Regions from separate parts of the Mus musculus genome. Here region 2 is linked to region 1. Evidence: chromatin contacts called from public Hi-C data. All regions are on one chromosome and are shown on one strand. The core of a region is the stretch at or near the end of the contact, and the rest is flanking DNA. Distances in the headings are between cores, read along the strand shown. Region 1 holds the start of Idnk (idnK gluconokinase homolog (E. coli)). Region 2 holds the start of Agtpbp1 (ATP/GTP binding protein 1).

What was found. Hi-C and Micro-C count contacts between places; a contact is called where the count stands out from the background.
Region 2: a Hi-C map of B cells shows a contact between it and region 1, with 8 read pairs. The contact joins the promoter of Agtpbp1 here to the promoter of Idnk in region 1. A contact is called at or near these places in 3 of 39 promoter capture datasets (cranial neural crest, liver and pre-B cells), 1 of 484 Hi-C or Micro-C datasets (B cells) and 3 of 115 datasets of contacts at active chromatin or transcription factors (astrocytes, embryonic forebrain and pancreatic cancer cells).

Annotation. Positions count from the first base shown.
Region 1 is chr13:58,155,020-58,161,705 of GRCm38.p6, forward strand. Idnk (idnK gluconokinase homolog (E. coli)) reads left to right here and starts at 2,630. Exons shown (of 5, transcript NM_198004.3): 1 at 2,630-2,717; 2 at 4,858-4,888; 3 at 5,133-5,219. The coding sequence starts at 2,668.
Region 2 is chr13:59,553,319-59,560,004 of GRCm38.p6, forward strand. It overlaps Agtpbp1 (ATP/GTP binding protein 1), which reads right to left and starts at 3,984. Exons shown (of 26, transcript NM_001377097.1): 1 at 3,780-3,984.

The DNA.
Region 1 (6,686 bases), core at 1,380-3,879:
TTCCGAGCAAAAGGCACAACAGGAGCGACAGTTGTAGGGACTCCAGCTTCAGGAACACCAGCACCCTCTTCTGGTCTTCACGTGCATCTGCACTCATGTGCACAGAGCCAACACACAATCAATGCTTAACTTTTTAATAAATAATTGTATATATAAGGAAGTAAATAATTAAAATAAAGATTTAACTTTTTAAATGAAGGGCTTCTTTGTGCATCTGGACAGTTGACAGAGGTGAGACCATCTGGCAGTCTCCTTCAGTGGTGGAGGGAAAAGAAGATGATGCTGAGGAACAAGCTTGTGGTAGAAGGCGTGAAATGATGGCTTCAAACACAGCCAGAGGCGGTGGGAGGGGAGGCAGGGGCAGGGCTAACAGGAATCTGTTGATAGCCTTGATCAGGGTGAAGACAAAGCAGTCAAGACTAGTTCACAGGAGGTTCAGTTGACCAGCCACGTGGAAAGCAATTTCATTGGCTGAAATCTGGAAGGCCGAGAGAGGAGACAGACATTATTATGGATTTTGTTTTGTTGATATTAAGTCTCTAATATAAATGAAACAAACTAAGAGTTAAGCAAGCAGTTGGGTATACAGAGATCAGGGATTATTAAGATCTGTACTCGGGCTGGAGAGATGGCCCAGCAGTTATGAGCACTGAGTTCAAATCCCACCAACCACATGGTGGCTCACAACCATCTGTAATGAAATCTGATGCCCTCTTCTGGTGTGTCTGAAGACAGCTACAGTGTACTTACATATAATAATAAATAAATCTTTGGGCCAGAGCAAGTGGGGCCGGAGCAAGCAGAGGTCCTGAGTTCAGTTCCCAGCAAACACATGAAGGCTCACAACCATCAGTACAGCTACAGTGCACTTATATACATTTTTTTTAAACAAAGATCTGTACTGGGAAGAAATTTTACATGTATGTAAGCACTTGAGATAACATCACATAGTAAGACCCTGTAATAGAGAAGCTGTCTCAAGACAAAGTCACTCCAATATTTAGAACCTGAGAAAAAGAAAAGGAAGAAGAGGAAGAAGGAGAAGAGGAAGAGGAAATAGACACATACACAGGAACTAAGAAAGAGCGGCCATTGAGGTAGAACTAGGAGAGGGAGAGCCATGTCTTAGAAGTCTCAGGGATAAAGAAAGCATGGGGTTGTAATGACTCAGCAGTTAAGAGCACTGGCTGCTCTTGAAGAGGACCCAGGGTTGAATCCTAGCACTCACATGGCAGCTCACAGCCATCTATAACTCCAGTTTCATAAGATCTAGTGCTCTCCTATGGTCCCTTCAAGTACTGCATGCATGTGGTACTCTTACATATATGCAGGCAAAACGCTCCTATACATAAAGTAAAATTCTTGTTTTAAAGAGAGAGAGTCAGGATGGTTAGAGTAAAAACAACAGCAACAAACATTAGTGGTGACTCGGAGAAACCAGAGGGCCCACACATTGCTTGGTGGGCATAAATGGCACAGCCAACTTGGAAAACATTTTGGGATTTTCTCAAATCTAGAGGTACCATCTGACCCAGAGAGTATTAAAAGTAAAAATACCTGTCCACATAAAAATTATTTTTTAAAGGGACTAGAGAGATGGTTCAAGGGTTAAGAGCACTTGCTGCTCCTGCTGAGACTAGACCAGGGTCGCTTGTAACCCTCTGTAACTCCTGGGCATCCGCACCCTCTTTTGGCTTTCTGAGGCTTGAGCAAGCACACACATGGTACAAACACATACATGCAGAAGACCCCCCCACACACACACACACACCATCCACGCTTCTCCAGTCCCTTCTGCTTCTTCACATTGTCCCAAGAGCGGCTCTGGATGGTGGTCGCTGTGGGTGAAGCCCGTGGACTAAGAGAGTTCAGAAGCTCAGATGGTGTTGCTTATTCTCAGGAGGAAATCCATGTGGATTGCAGCTCACTTCCAGCTCCCACATGCACCTGTCTTCATGGCCAACACTACCGAGAGCCGCACCGCAGTTGCCATTTCTTGTGTGTCATTGACACAAGCCTCTACGGGGAAGAGCAACCTGTCCCTGTCCTGGCTGGGAGTCCCTTCTGAGCCTGCTTTGCAGGCTCCCTCCAGGAGAGTCAGTGAGGCCTCAGTGTGCGCGTGAGCATGGATCTGTGGCCCGCTGGTTTTAGCTGTCTGCGTTCTGTCCCCTTGGGCAGATAACAGCCAATGATGTCTTCTGATATAAAATCGCTGTTTGCACAGGGGGAACCGGAGCAAGAGGAACTGGCTTCCAGAGTGGGGTGGGGTCTGCGGGCTGAGAGTGAGATAGGAAAGAGCAAAGAGGGAGGAAAAGAGAAGAGAGAGTTGAGAGAAAGAAGAAAAAGAAGAGAGGAGAGAGAAGAGAGGAAAGAGAGAGAGAGGAAAGAGAGAGGAGAGGAAAGAGAAGAGAGAGAGAGAGAGATCTCCCGGCCCACTCCGTGTCCTTTCACTGCTGTCTTTGTGAGTAAACTGTCTGTTTCTACCACTGTCCCTGCATCCCGGTGGCTTCCTTGCTTCAGGACATGATGACCTGCAAATGCCTGCAGATGTCCTCTGGCTGCAGCGCCCAGCGGTCAGCGCTGGAGATGCGGGGGCGTGTCCCGTGACGTCAGGAACTGGGAGGAACCTGCCCCGGAAGCGGGCGCTGAGGACCTGGGAGCACGGTCATGGAGGCACCCGGGGTGCTGCTGGTGATGGGTGTGAGCGGCTCCGGAAAGTAGGTCGTTGGGGGGACTGGGGGACGGGCGGATGGGAGCTGGGAGGCTGTGTGGGCCCTGAGCCCTGGGAGCCATGCCTTTGCGGCCCCTGCTGAGGACCCCTGCTGTCCTGCCCCGCTGGCAGCTGCTCCCCAGGGTCACCGCGGACCGTGGCTAGCGACCCTTCTCAGCCTTACAAACCTGGGCCTGGTGGCACCTCGCAGAACAGTGTGGGAGGGTGAGAACCCCAAACCAGGAGGCAAACGTCGCCCTGGGTCTTTGTACAAAGCTTTGCCTGGGTGCATGGTCTCCCTAGTAGGTGAGTGTCTGGATTCTTCCAAATAGATTTTGAAAAGTGAGAAACAAGCTTGATCGTGTGCCTGCTCAGGCTGGAATGTTAATATGAAAGTGCTGCTAAAACTCTGCAAAATGTGCATTTTCTTCTCAGCCCAGTGTTGGAAGGTTCAGAAGTAAGCAAGCAAGCGGTAGGCATTTGGTTTGATAGACGCCATCTAACTGCAAGGTTCTTTAAACTGAAAGTGAAACGGAACAGAGTAACTCGGTGGTGGAGTGTTTGATTGTCGTGCCGGGTGTGTGTGTGTGTGTGTGTGTGTGTGTGTGTGTTCATTCCCAGCACCACAGAGTGAACAAACAAACCCCAGAGGCGAAAACCCCGCTGTTGTACGACTCTACCCAGAAACCCTTTCACTTCTGTCCAGAACCACACAAAGCCCATAGTACGAGCTCAGATTGTCTTTGTGGTAGAGACTGGGGGATAAGCCTGAGAGCATCACCGGTGTTTGTTTTCTGATGGAGTGGCTGGACTGGGCTGATTTGGAAACAGTTCAGGGGCTGGGGAGTCGATAGAGGCGCTGAATGAGAACTCAGTTGAGTGACAGGTACTGCAGGGTGAAAAACTAAGGGGAACTCTACAGGAGAGATGGAGGAGGGTGTTGATGGCACGGGATCCATCTCTGCTCCTGTTGGTGTGTCTTGTGTCTATGGGGTTTTGGTCTGAGTACCACAAGGGTGCAGTGCACACGGTGGTCAGAAGAGGGCACCAGAGTACCTGCAATGGGAGTTCCATACAGATGGTTGCAAGCTGCCATCTGGATTCTGGGAACCAAATCCAGAGGCCCCGGAAGAGCAGCCAGTGGTCTAACTGCTGTGCTACCTTACCAGCATTGTGTGTATCTGGTAAGCTAGCAGTGCTTTGAGATTTTACGGGCCTCCGAACTTTACAGTGTGCTGGCATTTAAACTTTTTATTAAACCCCTCTCATTGGATGTATCAACCACACTTCAGGGCAGGTCCCATCCTGGGGAGTAGTTGGCCAACAAAAAAATAAACTCAGTAGTATTTAAAGGAAAAAAAAACTCTCTCTTGAATCTTTGATAAAAGCACAATTTTCTTCATTCATTCAGTGTTCTCTCTTAAAATATAAACATTTATGCAGTAGGGACTAAAACATTCTCTCATTATTTTTGGTTGGTTGGTTGGTTGGTTTGGTTTGGTTTTTCAAGACAGGGTTTCTCTGAGTAACAGAACCCTGGCTGTCCTGGACTCATATTGTAGACAAAGTTGGCCTTGAACTCAGAGATCCACTTGCCTCTGATTTCTAGTGCTGGGATTAAAGGCGTGCACCACCATACCTGGCTAGTTTTGGGTTTTTGAGTTAGCATCTCCGTGTGCTATCCAATAGTCTAGAACCAACTGTCCATTTCCCTGCCTCCACTTCTTATATCTACCACAGAGCTACAAAACATTATTGAGAAAAAAACCTTTACCTGGTGTTTGTGTGTGTGTGTGTGGAATTATTTTTTAAGACAGTGTCTACATAAGACAGCCTGTGTGGGCTAGAGATCTCCTTAGAGAGATCCTCCTGCCTTTGCCTCCAAGTGTTGGGATCTCAGGTATGTGCTACCACCCCTAGCTCAGAGTTTTAGTTAGATATGATACATTGCTTTCTGGCTAATACACCTTCACCAGTATTCCTAAGGACAGTGAAGACCGTCTCTAGACTCCATGGCTAAGGGCATGTCTGCTTTGCGACCATGAAGGAGCCTGAATCTCAGCTGTGCATCTCTCAGGCACTCTTTCAGAACAGCTGGCACTCATATGTGTTAGGCAGAAATAACAATGTCTGTATTCTCTCCACAGATCCACTGTGGGTGCGCTGCTGGCCTCCAAGGTAACTCTCCTTGCCCACTGTGTTCTTGTCCACGGCTTCCTCCCTTTCTTCTGGCCTATGTTTGTGCAGATACCTCAACATGGTCATCCAGGTTTCTTCCTGGTAGTGGTAAATCAGAGCTATCAGTGAGAGAGGGGCAGCCCCAGACCAGTGGTGTCTACACCTGCCTGCCAGGAAGCTCCTGGTGGCTGTCACAGGGGCCATCATGCTGACGCTACGTCTATCTTTCCTTTTGTTCCTAAAGCTGGGATGGAAATTCTATGATGCCGATGATTACCACTCCGAGGAGAATCGGATAAAGATGGCGAAAGGGGTACCACTGAGCGACCAGGTAACATCGGCCACGGGTGTCCAGTATTGCTGTAAGACGCCTCCACATCCGTTAGCCTAGAATCTGAACCTCCTCCGTGAATTCAGCCCCAGGAATGACCCACCTCTGCCCTCCCTGGATGCAGCCTGCCACAGCTTTTTTGCAGGACTTTTAATCTGTAGTCCTCGAGTGGGCAGAGGCTCCTTTGTGCTCGTACAGGGAAGTCAGCGCCTCCCGGGTCCTTTCACTTCCCCTCCACCACCAAGTTCTGGTGAATTCCACTCCAGGACCACAGCAATCACGCAAACTCCAATGTGGCCATGCGTCTTAGTTACTTTTCTGTTGCTATGCTGTAAAGCATGACCACGGCATCTCATAAAAAGCGTTAATTGGGCTTATGATGTCTGAGGGTTGGAATCCATGACGGTGGTACATGTTGCGGCAGCAGAGAGAGCTGAAACTTTACATATCGATCTGAGGCATGAGGCAGAGAGCAAGCTGGGAATGCTCACATCTTCTAAAAGCTCAACTCCTCCGCCCAAGGGCAAACTTCCTCCAAAAAGGTGAGGATTCTTCTTAATCCTTCCTCAAAACTTTCATCAGTCGGGGAAGCGGGTAGTCAAACGCCCGAGTCTTCGCGGGCCATTCTTACTCAAACCACCACACCATGCCACCACGTCTGAGACTCTCCCAGCGTGTTGCCGATCTCTTTTAGAAATGTCAGGTACATCTCCAATCGGAGCCACTCAGCTCCTTAGCCACGCCCACCTCCATCTTCATCAGAACCACTCAGCCTCTTGGTCTCTCCCGTGACCGTGTTCCTCCTCGTGGGATTTTTGTGTCCACTGTCCTACTGCTTGCTCTCTGTGTTTCCTCCTTCATGACTGACTGGCCCATGTTCATCGTAAAGTCTCAGATCCTAGGCCACTCCTTGGGGGAGCCTACTCAGAGGTGGTACTTCCTGTTGAGTTGAAAGTTTTATAATCCACCAAAAATAAGGCTTGCGTGAGAAGTGAATTTGAGCTGTTTAGATGCTGTAGTGGTTTGAATACGCTTGGCCCAGTGAGTGGTACTATTAGGAGGTGTGGCCCTGTTGAACTGGATGTGGCCTTTCAGGCATGGGCTTTAAGACCCTCATCCTAGTGCCCTGGAAGCCAGTCTTTTCCTATTTGCCTTCGGAACTAGATGTAGAACTCTAGGCTCCTCCATGGTGCCTGCCTGGGCACTGCTGTGCTCACTCGCCTTAATGATACTGAACTGAACCTGTAAGCCAGCCCCAATTAAATGTTGTCCTTAGAAGAGTTGCTTTGGTCATGGTGTCTGTTCTCAGCGAGGAAAACCCTAGCCAAGATAGATGCAAAAGAAAGGAGAGGGGTGCGGGGTTGTGGGGTGGCAACACTCCTACAGAATCCCGGGAAAGGAAGTAGAACTTTCTTGGCTGACATGGGGACTTCAAGCTCGAGTCCCCTTCTGCTACACAGCGGCAGG
Region 2 (6,686 bases), core at 2,734-5,233, 1.4 Mb after region 1:
AAAGAAATACGCCACCATTTGAAAAATGTGCCCAACTCACTGAACCAATACCTAATTACCTGACAGATAAATTCTGCTAAAATTCAGATTATGTACATAATCCATTCTGAGTTCACACAATGTGTTTTTAAGTATAACTGAGTATGAAAGATCATCAGATAGGATTTCAGATTCCATGTTGCAACTAACCTTTAAGAAGGTACCACACATTTCTGAGTTCGAGGCCAGCCTGGTCTACAAAGTGAGTTCTAGGACTGCCAGGGCTATACAGAGAAACCCTGTCTCGAACCCCCACCCCCCAAAAAAAGAAGGTGCCACACCAGGCAGTGGTGGCAAACACATGTAATCCCAGCACTCAGGAGACAGAGGCAGGGGGAGTTCCAGGACAGCCTGGTCTACAGAGTGAGTTCCAGGATAGCCAAGGCCACCCAGAGAAACTCTGTCTCAAAACAAACAAACAAACAAGACAGAAATGGCAAGTGTTGAGTCTGAAGACACACTAAACAAAGACACCCACCATTGATTGTTCCCTCCCCTGCACAGCCATTAGCTGCATCTGGCTGGATCCCCTCCATGCATGCACTTCGACCTAAACAAGATATTGCAATAGACTAAATGTGGAAATAACCTAGCTGTTTGTACCTTCTGACACTAAAGATTTTGGGGTTGGGGGTGGTGAGGAAGGGAGGGAAAGGAGAGAGGAGAGTTTTGAAAACGGGCATGGGAAACTTAGAAAAATGTGAAACACTACCACTCTTCTCACTAGGTCTGCAGGTGGTCTGTTTTGGTTATCACTTAAAAATGTGTTGTTTATATTGATATGTAATATGATTTCTAAGGATGTAAAGAGTCCTGAGATTGAGTTTTTAAATATCTGATTTATGAACGGATTTTAAAAGCAGCTGTGCAACTCTAATATAAAATCCCAATGTCCCAAACCTTCTGAACACTAGCAGGACTCCACAGACACAGTCACGGCTGACCTCACCTCACATACTGCACCCCAAATGTAGGCACGCTAAAAACGTTTATAAAATCATGTATCTCATTAGACATGAAAATATTCCAAGACCTAAAACACTCTTGGTCCAAGAATATCAGGTAAGAGATGTGTTAGTTACATCAAGTCCCTGCAAACCAAGAACCAAGACAATAAAATTACTAATGGGGGTGAGGGGAGACCTATTTTTTTTTAGGAGAATTACATAAAAGATGAAAATGAGCACAATAGCAAACCAAAACATTTTATGTAACGTCAATAAAGACAAAATAGGGGCTGGAGATGTGGCTCCGCAGTTAAGAGCACTGGCTGCTCTTCAGAGGACCTGAGTTCAATTCCCAGCACCCACAACTGTCTACTCCAGTTCCAGGGGATCTGACACCCTCACACAGACATACATGCTGTCAAAACACCAATGCATATGAAATACAAATCTTTAAAAAGATAAAAATACAAAATAAAGACAAAATAATGTATCGATAAAAATTACTTTGTAATTCTAACTCCCAGAGCAACATTGTCACTGAGAACCTGGAAGATAGGTTAGTAAAATTTCAGCCACCACCAAGAGGGAGACAGCCAAGATTCTGTCAGAGAGGCCAGGCAAGCGAGGATACTCAGCTCTCCAGCACCATCCCAGGGAACGCAGCTCAGGGCGTACCTGTTCTATTTAAAAGGGAACACAGCTCAGGGCGTACCTGTTCTATTTAAAACATGTACGTTTCCATCAAAGGGCAGTGAGGCTACACTCTCTCAGCCTCAAACAAGGAAGTGGGTCCTAGGGACTGATCTGTGCTAACACTGCTCAGTCTGAAGTCTCCCTTCAGCCACTTACACCGAGGGCGATCAGTAGCAGCAACAGTTATGCCTACTGAGCACTTCCCGTGAGCCATGCTCTGTGGACAAGCGCCACACTCGTGTTAACTTCATGAGATCACCCTAAGTGCACAAGCACCATCATCTCCATTTTGGGCAAGGACAGAACTGCATCCAGAGAATAAACAGCTTGCCTGCAGCAAGCCAGGACACAAACTCAGCCACTCTGGCCGAGCCCCAACTCCTCAGCCACTGCGACACTACAGCCAGGCACTGTGACCTGCAGTGACATGAGGTCTAACACACAGCACCCACCCTCAACCCTCTCCGGCATGTGCACCGATATCCGCTGCTCAAGTTACGATCCTAAGGGATGTGCAGAGGATCACCAGTCACCGTTTCCTCCTATCTGAACTCAGAGCTGAGGGCATCAAGCAAGAAGAGCAGACTCTGAAGATGACTACTGAGGAGGAAGCTAAAAAGGCAAAATCCAAACTTTAGGATGCCATACAAATTAAAATAGTTCACGCCCTTGCAGCTTTTACCTCTAACTAATGCAGGGTTAATCATTACACGGCACTGCCGCCAGACTTTTCTAAAGAGGATGCTTCAAGGGAGAGAGCAAGATGGTTCTGCAAGCACCGGCTCATGGCCATGACCACTCTCCTTCCATCACCTGCACCACAAGGTCGAAAAGAGAACCAAAACTCAAAAGTGCTCTGATCTATACACACATGTAAAAGAAATAAGGGGTAACCCTTGAGCCAAATCAATTGGAAAACCTTTATTTAAAAATTGCTACCACTGGGCTGGAGAGATGGCTCAATGATTAAGGGCCGTTCTTTCGGAGAACCTGGGTGGGTCTGATTCCAAGCATCCACATGGTGGCTCACAACCATATGTAACTCCAATTCCAGTGAATCTGACACATTCTTCTGACCTCCTCAGGTACACACATGGTGCACACACACATGCACACACAGGCACACACACATATGTATATATACATATGCATATGCGTATAAATCTTAAGAAACTAAAAATACCACAGAAGGTTAAATTACGTTAATATATTTGACATTTATGTCATGTTGGTCAAACACATAAGGGGTCTGTTTCAGAGTCCAACAGAGATTACAATTTTAAACACTGATCCATCAATTCAAGGCAAAACTCTATGGTCATTCAAAATGACAGTGTAACTCCATTGTAGAATGTGACTCGGGAGAACGAGAAACCAAGCAAACCAGGAGAAACTCGGGTGGACTAAGGCATCGCCAAAGTGCGGCCCATTAGAGGGATCTGATTACAGATCTCCAGGACTTTGGTTTTGACATCTGGCCTGTTTTAAAATCCGTACCGTTCAAAGTGCCTTAAATAAATCATTTCTTCTGCAGCCAACGAAACCAGAAACATTTCCAAAACACAATTACAAAAATAACTTCCTCTCTCAGGGAAGCAAGGAGAACTGTGAGAATAAGTCAGAAGCTGGCCAAGGAAGAGCGAGCGCTCGGGAGAGCCACTCGACTCTGTGGACTGCGAACTGCCGGGTACCTGATGGGCACCGTTACCATTCCGAACACCTGGAGAGGGCTTGCCACAGACAGCCTGCCATGCCAGCGGGATCGCCGTCGTTACCTCACACGCCGTGCGAGACCTGCATCATCCACGGACCAGCATACACAGTCAACGTCCACCCCGACCACCCGGGGAGGTGTTGAAACTGCCGTCCACGGCGCTAAACTGTCAGGGAGCAGCCAATCAAAGGGTCCCGGGGCGCGGCAGGGCGGAGGCCAGGGAGTGGCGGGCAGCGGAGCGCGGAGGAGAGTGCACGGGGCGACGACCGCCCCGGCTCGCTCGACTGCCCGCCTCGCCGCCTGGCAGCGCGCTTCGCCTCCGCCAAGTGAACCGAGGAGCCGCCGGGAGCCGGCGAGCGGGACGCGCGGGCGGCGGGGACGCTCACCGGCTCGGCTTGGGCGCTGCGCTCGGCCTCCGCGCCCGGGACTCCCGGGGCGCACGGCGGTTCCTCGCCGCCCGCCGCCCTTCTCCCGCCGTCCGCCGCCCGCGGCCCGCCGTTTTCATACAAACCCGGGTGGCAGGAGAGGCGGAGGCGGCGAAGACGGCCGCGGAACATGCCCGCATCCCGGGCAACGTCAGCGCGGCGCCCCGCCCAACTCACGGCTCCGAGGGCCGGCTCGCGTGCGCCCGGTAGGGCGCGTGCGCGTGGGGGAAGGGCGCTTCCAGGGAAGGGCGGGACGTCGGGGGGGGGGGGGGCCCGCGGGGCGCGTGCCCGCCGGCGGGGGCGGCACGCCTGGAGGGAAGACAAGCTGCGCGTGCGCAAGGTCGGGTGGGTACCAAGAGGCGGGGCGGGGCGAGGAGGGGCGGGGCGGGGCGGGCGGGGCAGGGTGGGGCGGAGTAGGGAAAGGACTCCACTCTGGCGTGGGCAACCGGCGGTGCGCGCCCTTACCTTTGGGTTCCTGTGGGTCGTGGGCCAGTGTAAACGTGTTAGCCCGCTAGCAGATCGACACGTTCATCAAATCGCCTTCTTTTTTCCTTCCCAACCGGGGGCGTAGCTCCCAAATCCCATCAAACCTTGGGAAACAGTGAGGCTAGTCCTTCCTGACCCCAAGTTGACCCAGAACAGGCTGTGAAGGCTGTGGCGCATGGCCCATTTATCCAGGTAAATGAGATTATCTGATGGTACTGCGAACAAAATGTCATGCCCATTCATTTCAAAACGATGTTATGGAAAACCTTGGTGCAGAAGCTAAAGGCAAAAAACAGTGGGGGAGAAGTAGGGAGCATGCTTGTGTTTTGACTGTGTTTAAATACTCTGAGATACATTGTTAATAAAGACATCATTTGCCTTTTTAAGGAGCATCGACCATGCTCCCTGTTTATGGTGGTTGGTAAGGGATGTAAAATTATCACAGCATGATAGGGGACTAAACTGAGCCCTGTGGGGTTTTTATTTTGTTCTTATGTTTCGTTCAAGCAGGTTTGTGGAGGTAATTCAAAAAACGTATTCAAGGTGTGAAACAGTGCTTCATGCTACTTGCTCTTGGCAGATGTCTTTACTGAGAGGAACAAAAGACTGCCATTTTATAAATGTTGGTTTTCCCCATACCTATAACACATGTGCACATAATGATAGATTCAAGTATTTAAAATACCTTTAAACCACTCTCCACCACAAACTCCCCAAAATGAAAACGATTGTCTAAGAACATTTAGTAGTTCAAAATTCATGAGACATTATTCAAAGAACGTGTTTCTAAATCAACTTGCAATCTAGAAATACATATAAATTGAATTCCTCTTTAGCAAAGTATGGTTAATGGTCAGAACAAAGGCTCAGAAGATTGGCCCATACAGCCGGGTAACCCACAGCGTCATTGGCTTTGAAGTTATTGCAAACACACAACTTGCAGATGAATGGCACCTTTAGCAAGTGTGAGAACCTTCTCACCTGGAGAAGGATTGGGCTCCAGCTCTTATCAGACCCATGGGAGTTCCCAGCCTCAAGGACCATAACTTAAAAGCATGGAAGCACAAGGGTTTGAGCACTCGGGAATTAGCTGGCTACTTCTCTGAGCACCACACTGCTCCAGCTGTCTCCAAACCCTCAGCCAGAGCACTGTGCAGGAGCAAGGGTCCTCCAAGATCTCCCTCCATCGCCATGCTGTTAGACACCTTCTCTCCCAGAGCCACTCCTTTGAAGGCTCAGCTCAATCTTGTACGCCTCCACTTCCCTTCTCCCCAGAGGCCTGCTTCCAACCTACCTGAACAGTAGTGGAATTCAAATGATTTTGAAACCTCACTCATTGTGTGGCAATAAACTAATGACTAGAGGGAAGCATGACTCAGTGACCGGATACATGCTTTGCACTGGGGCCCCAGTTCAATACCAACTGCCACAAAAATAACTTGTAAAAAAGAGTCATCAGATGTAGGTCAGTCTAGATCGCTTAACTGGCACACCTCAGCCTGGCAACTCAGAGATTCTGTACAACTTCACTTATTTCGGCTTTAGTGGTAGAGAGCATGGCTCCATCTCTCTTGATTTCTTTACCTCTTAAATCTTTAATACTGTGGCTTACAAAATGCAACAAACTTAATAATGAAACTGTAGCTGAAAGATCTAGAATATCCATGGACCTCTCCAAAAGTACGGTTTCCGTGGGGAGCATAAATGTTGGGACAGCAGTTCGGTCCTGGATTTCTGAAACCTGGTGGGTCCTCCGGAATTGCAAGACTGTTATAGCTCTTCGCCATATTCAACAATCAACAATTTACTGAACACCTATATAGGTCAGAGGCAATCATCTGGAGATCTTTGGGGAAATAAAGCAAATAACTTCACTGGATGAAATGTCTAGCAACTGCCCTGTGTCAGGCTGAAGAATTTCCTACAAATAGGCCGAGGAGCAGAAATTCAGGATGAAGAACTTGAGCCGAACCTAAATAAATGTGGCCAAGCTGGGAGATGGGAGAAATAACCCTTATATGGCACACAATGGAATGGATTTAGATGTAAAAGGTCTTACCATGGTTTCCATCTGGTTGCTACAAATGGCATGGTGATCAGGGCCAGAAAACTTGAGAGAGAGAGACAGAGAGAGAGAGACAGAGAGAGATAGAAAGACAGAGAGAGAGACAGAGACAGAGAGACAGAGACAGAGAGAGAGAGAGAGAGGGTTTTTTTTTTCCTGTAGGCCTGGCTGTTCTAGAACTAGTTCTGTACACCAGGCTAGTCTTAAACTTGCAGAAATACAGCTGCCTCTATTTCCTGTTTGCTGGGATTAAAGGCTTGGGCCACCATCACCTGGGAACAACTAAAATCTTAAACTGTCAGTCCAAGAATATAACT